2 separate regions of the Astyanax mexicanus genome follow, and region 2 is linked to region 1. A link is a contact called in public Hi-C data. All regions are on one chromosome and are shown on one strand. The core of a region is the stretch at or near the end of the contact, and the rest is flanking DNA. Distances in the headings are between cores, read along the strand shown.

Region 1 (3,528 bases), core at 241-2,740:
AAGCTGTACCTTATTAAAAGTATTTTAAGCCAGACAGACACTGTGTGATTTTTTAATGAGTTTATCTGCACTTTTAAATGGTTTGTCCTGTAGGAAACGCACACGATTTGTATGCTGACACTGTTGTCTGACTGAGGAGCTGCTTTCCGTCAAATGCAGCCTGTAGGCAGGAAAAAATCCAGCCAGAACCGACCATATCATGAGCCAGTTTTAAAGCCAGTAATTTAGTAGAGCATTAAACTACAAATCTGAGATGTACCTGCTGTACTTCTTAATCTCTGCCCCCAAAATGGTCCATTAACTTGCTTGACAGACGCGTCAAATCCCCCGCGAGCACGCGCGGCGCACAGCGCACCGATTAATTCATGCGTTGAGCTTTAAACGCGCAGCTGAGCTGTAATTGGGGAAATATCACAAAAATCACAGTGTGATTTGTTACATTAAAAAAAAGACCATTTTCTTCCGCCTAATCTGAGAGGAAAGCGGTGTTCTCGACCGGCCCGAGTTCATGCAGCGCCTGAGTCAGGCTGGCGTTCAAGCTCGGGTTCGGGCTCGCGTTCAGGCAGATAATCTAAATGATAAATGATTTTGTGTTTTTGCACTTGGGCCATAAGCTCAATATTAAAAAGTTCGTTTGTTTAGAAATTATTTTATATCCTTAAACCATGTTAAATTATATTAGATTAGAGGAAAGTCATTTAGACATCATTCTTAAGGTGTTTTTGTCCTGTTACCGCTCCGCAAAAAAACCTCTTCCTTTAATCCGCGCCCCACATACACATTTTTGCAGCACCTGCCCCGAGGTCCTAATATAAATTGAATTAATTACATTTAGTGCTTAAAATTTACTTAAAATTTATTTAAAACGTGCTGAACAGTGCGGCCGTTTATTCCCAAAGTCCAAACACTATGGTTGTTTGCGTGTGTCGGGCCATACTCCACTATTCTTTAGGGTTTTTTGTTGCATGCATGAGAATAACTATTACAATTTTCTTAACTATTTATTAATTTGCTCCAGCATCTTCTGGATTGATTACACGTTGTGTTTTCGTTGTTTGCCGCGCCACTTAGACGGAAATGGAAATGAATGTTTATCGAATTCTATTGCACAGGCTTATCATCGTCATCGAGGGAAAAATTATCGCGAAACAAATCGATATCGTTATATCGCCCGGCACTACTCTATAAAAACAATAGTAACACCATAGCAACAAAACCTTTTACAAGCAATGCAGTGGAAACCACCTGGAATACCAGAGCAACCGCATTACAACAGCCTAGCAACCGTCTGGGTGTAATCTGCATTAGTTGCCCACCTTTTATAAGAGCAAGCAGCATACGATGACTAGTTAATGAATCAGCTAGCTCTGATCTGAAAGGCCTACAGTACAAGTTTAGTTCTAAAGAACTGAGTGAGTGAAAGAAGAGGAATGCTGACTTTTATTGTGCTGTTTTAAATGTAGGAGTGCACTTTAAAAAACACAGTGTTTAGAGGTGCTGAGTGGGCCAGTGGTCTAAAGCGCTGCCACTATGAGCAGGAGGTCGCAGGTTTGAACCCCCACTCATGCAGCTTTGCCATCAGCTGCCGGTGTTCAGAGGGAGCAAAACTGACCCTGCTCCCTCTCTGGGTGGGTAGATGGCGCTCTCTCCCACACTTAAAGGTGGCGCCGGACGGCACGAGGCGTCTGTGAGCGTAAGAATCGGAACCTGGCCGCTGTGCTTTCCTCCGAGCGCGCTAGCTGCTCAGGCAATGATTCATCCGCAGCAGCTCGAAAAAAGGGGTGATTGACTTCACACGTGTCGGAGGAGGCGTGTGCTCGTCCGCATCCTCCAAGGGTCGCAGGTGCCACCGGTGATGGGGACGCACAAAGGGGTGGGACAGTTAAAAACAACAAAAATTAAAAAGAAAAAAAGCACATTGTTTTTTTTTAAATTTACTAAAATGAACTAAATGCACAATTTGCCTTGATTAATCACAATTAGTCACTTTTTTCTAAACACAAAAATAAAATTAATTAATAAACAACACCTTATTCATATTTACATATCTCCGTATGGTTAGTGTTCTCTTCCTCACTGCCATGCTTCAAAGTCGAAATAGTAGAAAACCTATTCTATTAGATACCAGAGAATGTTAAATCAACAAGAGCAGGATCAACTTTTTAAGTACTCATGATTTTGTAAGAAACAATGAGTGAGCATGTGTCTCAATACTTTTGTCCATGTAGTGTACGTGTGTTCTACTGTATAAAATAATATTATATAATAAAGTCTTTGTTTTTCTTTTCATTTATTGCACAGAACCTACACTACATCAGTTTATTTAATAGCCTAAAATAGTAATAAATAAAAAAAAAAGGATGACACATTTACTGTGTCTAAATCAGGACCACATCTGTTGTCTCTGAGCACGTTCATTAAATGTGATGAAATTGTGTCATTTTTGACATCTTCAAGTTTTTGTACATATTAGATACTTTCTTCACACTCGCATGTCAACATGAGCTCTTTAAATTATCACCCAGTGAAAAGTTCTGTAGGGAAAAATCTTCTGTGGTGCTTCTGTGGAATGGCCCCACCCCTCCTTCTCCGAATCCCCTCCCTTCATGATGAACTCAAATACCAGTTATTTCAGAAAGCTGCTCTTGGCTGCATTTCCCTAAAATTGTGCAAGGCAATCATCATTTACTGTATGATAGTGTTTACAGCAGCGTGATCACTGGAAAGGTTAAAGCTGCTGGGAAAGCTGCTGACCTTTACTGGGATTTGCTCAAATGTCCTTGAAATTGTCGTCATGGTCAAGAATTACAGTGAATTATTTTGTACAGGGTGGTCTTTTAACACTTTCAGAATTATTACTGCTGTTTTGCAATTCTGTGAACAACAGGCTTGTTATGTCCAGACACAAATGCAAAGCTTAAAATCAGCAGGATCCAGCCAGAATATTATAACCACCTCCTTGTTTTTGCACTCACTGTCCATCTTTTCATCTCCACTGACCTTAGAGACCTGTGCACTAGTTTTATAATTACAGGCTTCAGAACTGCAGTATATTGGTTTCTCTGTATACTTTTTTCTTTTGTTACTGTTAAGGGACATGATAATTGTGTGTTAGTAGTGTGTGTTGCATTGTGTGTACATGCGTATCAGATACAGCAGTGCTGCTGGAGTTTTTAAACACCTACCAGGTAAGCAAAAGCTTTGAGTTACCAGTAGCAAGAATGTTGTCTCTTTAGGGTGAGCAGGACTGGACACAGGTAATAACACATTCTTACACACAATAACACATTCCTGTGGGCAGCGTCCTGTAGCCAGTTTCCTGTGGGCAAGGTCCTGTGGGCAAGGTCCTGTGGCAGCAGCTTGTGGGCAGGTTACTGTGGGCAGGGCCCTGTTCCTTTGGGCAGTGTCTTGTAGACAGCATCTTGTGGGCAGCGTCCTGTGGGCAGGATCCTTTTGGGTATGGTCCTGTGGGCAGCATCCTGTAGGCAAGGTAATGTGGGCAGGGTTCTTTGGGCAGCGTCCTGTGGG
Region 2 (3,189 bases), core at 354-2,853, 95 kb after region 1:
GTCTCGCTCCAAAGCAAGCGCAGTGCACGTTACGCAATGATTACACTGCCCGTGAGCTCTGTTTACGCTGAAACGAATGGAAAATGCTTAGGATGCGTTCGTTTGGGACGATGGAGAAAGAAGCCCATACAGATCCACATGTAAACATTAACCTATAAACATATTAGCTAGAGAGATCCAAGGCTCTAATAGATCTATAGCTGGTATGATAGATATAAATTAACACATTGTTATTTGGATTTAATGAAAAATATATAAATATATAATAATCAAGAATATATATATATATATATATATATATATATATATATATATATATATATATATACAGATATATTGTAAAAAAAAAAAAAAATAGAGAATTGAGCTCATCGTTTTATCCAGCGGTCAGCCACTGAATTCTGGGTCACTGTGCCGTCACACTTGTTTTGGTAGCTAACCTAACATTTTAAACACGTTTTAAAAGATTTTTTTTATCTTTTATCATTTTGTCATAAATATAAATATAGAATCAGTTGTATACATATATAGTTGTATACAAATCTATATGAATAATGCATACACAGTTAGTTAGCAAACTCGTTATAATGAAAGTTTCTCCTGCCCTCAGTTTGATCGCATGCTTTGCGATCGCAATAGCTTTATGTAGCTATTTATCAGCAATGTACATTCAGTCTAAACTTTATTAAGCATTTATGACACGAATATTAGCTATTTATTTTAGTAAGCATTTTAACATTCCCAACTGCCAAAAATTGTCCCTAAGCAACATATGCAAAAAAACACACCGTTTTATTAAGTTAGTAAAAAAAAAAAACTAAATGTGATGTTTTGTGATTTTTTTGTTTTTGTTTTGTGTAAAAGGAACATTAAAAAGGAGCTAAAACAATAAAAAGTGATTTGTTGTCTGAGAGCAACACCATGCTACAGAGGGTTAAGGTAATACTCAGTAATATTGCTAGCTACTGTCTAAAAATAGCCCATGTAAGAAGTAGGCTAGTTTATCTATCTAGCAGTTAAAATAGCCTAGAAAACTATCTTAGTTAATTAGATAACTAAACCAGGGTTGCTCAAGCCTGATCCTTAAATAGTTAACTAGCTAATCAATTAAACCAACACCCTGCAGGATTCTCCTCCACACCTGGTCCAGGTAATGAATACATTCATTTACACGTGTGTAATCTACAGTCTAGAATCTCCAGTTTTTAGGGAGATAACCTTGTTAACTGTTACATCTGTTAAGATAAGTAGGTTAGCTGAGGTTAGTTAGTTAATCTAAATCTCCTGGAGGAGCAGGAATGAGCAGCTACAGCACGCGTCTGGCCTAAACAATCCCAAACAGCCCTAAACAGTAGCTAACTGTCTGGGGTGACTCACTGTAAAACAAGTCCACAAATAAATCAGTATTCCTACCTTTAACTAAGCCAGGCTCGCTGGTATAGTCCGCAGAATAAACAAGGCGAGTGTGGCCGAGCACAGCGTGAAGGATTTTATCCGCAAACGGATCAAACTTCCATCAATTGTGAGGTAATGTTTCCGTGTTTCTCCTCTGCGCTTTTCCTCCCGGAGTGGCCGCTGCCTCATGGATCTGTGTTAGTAGGTCAGTGGAGAAGAGTATTGGCAGCGTGCGCTTTACTGACGCGCCGCCCGGCCAATCAGAAGCCGGCATTTTCCGATTTGGGCCAATCAAACGCGCCGCCAGCCCAATGCAAATGAATGGACTTTGCTGATGGGCTGGGAGGGGGTCTGTATTACTTACTGTATGTCGGGACGGGCAGGACGGGATGGCATGCGGAGAATCACTGATCCAGTGCAGAAAAACAGTGCTAAGGAAGCCATAAGGAAGAAAAACAGATAAAAAACAAGAAGTACAAGCACCTGTGCCAACATCACATTACTACTACTACACACTATCTCATAAAAAGAAAAATAGACTAATTTACACCTTTAACAACATTGGCATGGAAGCTCATTTCCGCCACTTGGAAAAAAATAAGGTTCCTCCAGTAAGTCATTATTATGAGATACTAAGTCATAACAAGGGCACATGAAAATAGCTGATGTTGGGGTTAACATACGTCCAATAGCCCCATAACTATTTTTTTTTTTTTGTCAGTTAGTCATAATTACGAGCTATACAGTTATAATTACGAATTAAGTCATAAATACATGATACTAAGTTATGATTGGTACGTCATAATTATGAGATGGTAAGTTATAATTACAAGATAGTAAGTCATAATTACAAGATAGTAATTCATAATCATGAGTTAGCAAGTCAGAATTACGAGATAGTAAGTCATAATTACAAGCTGGTACGTCCTAACTGAGATGGTGAGTCATAATTACAAGTTGATAAGTACTGATAGAGATGGTAAGTCATAATTATGAGTTGGTATGTCATAATTCCAAGATAGTAAGTCACAATTATGAGATAATAATGACTTAGTATCTCATAATTATGACATAGTATCTCGTAATTGTTACTTACCAACTCATAACTTAGTATCTCATATTTATGACTTTGTATCTGATAATTATTTGACTTACTGTCAAATAATACTAATAGTTAATGGGGCTATCGGATGTTATGTTGAAACTTAGAAAACCCCAACAGCAGCTATTAGCATATGCCCTTATTATGGCAAAGAGACCAGTATTAAGGACTTGAAAAAGGACAGATGGTTAAAAGAAATTATCAAACTTTTACATCTGAATAAAATAAAATAAGATACACACTAAATAGAAGATCTGGGTAGTTAAATAAAATATAGCATCTCTTTTTACAATACTTGAAAAGTACAAAAACAATGGCAACATCAGATTAAATTATTTTCTTAAATACATTTTAATCTAGTTGGAAGTTCCCGGGCTGTTAATGTGTGTGTTTGTCCTTTGTAAGTCAATGTATTAGTTTATATTTTGTATATATAAGTGTTGAATGCATTTATACTCCTGCTTAATAAACAAATGTTAAAATAAAAAGGAAAAATTGACTAATTAAAATCTTGAAAGCATGAAAATCGAGTTTAAAATAAGATGTAAAAATCGCTGACGTCAGCATGTGGTCATATAACATTATGAAAGGCAGCAGGCTGGGCCATTACATCATTACATCAACAGCTAGCCACATCACGCCACCTGTTTTTTTCTATAACGAGCACACTGGTTCCCCACTGATTCTCATGC

What was found. A called contact is a pair of places that touch in the nucleus more often than the background predicts.
Region 2: a Hi-C map of muscle shows a contact between it and region 1, with 18 times the contacts expected there. The contact joins the promoter of nfil3 here to the enhancer-like site in region 1. A contact is called at or near these places in 2 of 3 Hi-C or Micro-C datasets (both in muscle).

What each region holds. Positions count from the first base shown.
Region 1 is chr20:26,324,036-26,327,563 of AstMex3_surface, forward strand. The region is part of intron 2 of LOC111191252 (a long non-coding RNA gene); the gene reads left to right. Among protein-coding and RNA genes, the nearest start is that of LOC111191252, 13 kb to the left of the region's middle. Within about 2 kb of position 1,491, the one cell type or tissue checked has an H3K27ac peak away from gene starts, as active enhancers do.
Region 2 is chr20:26,418,509-26,421,697 of AstMex3_surface, forward strand. nfil3 (nuclear factor, interleukin 3 regulated) reads right to left here and starts at 1,604. Exons shown (of 2, transcript XM_007255329.4): 1 at 1,414-1,604.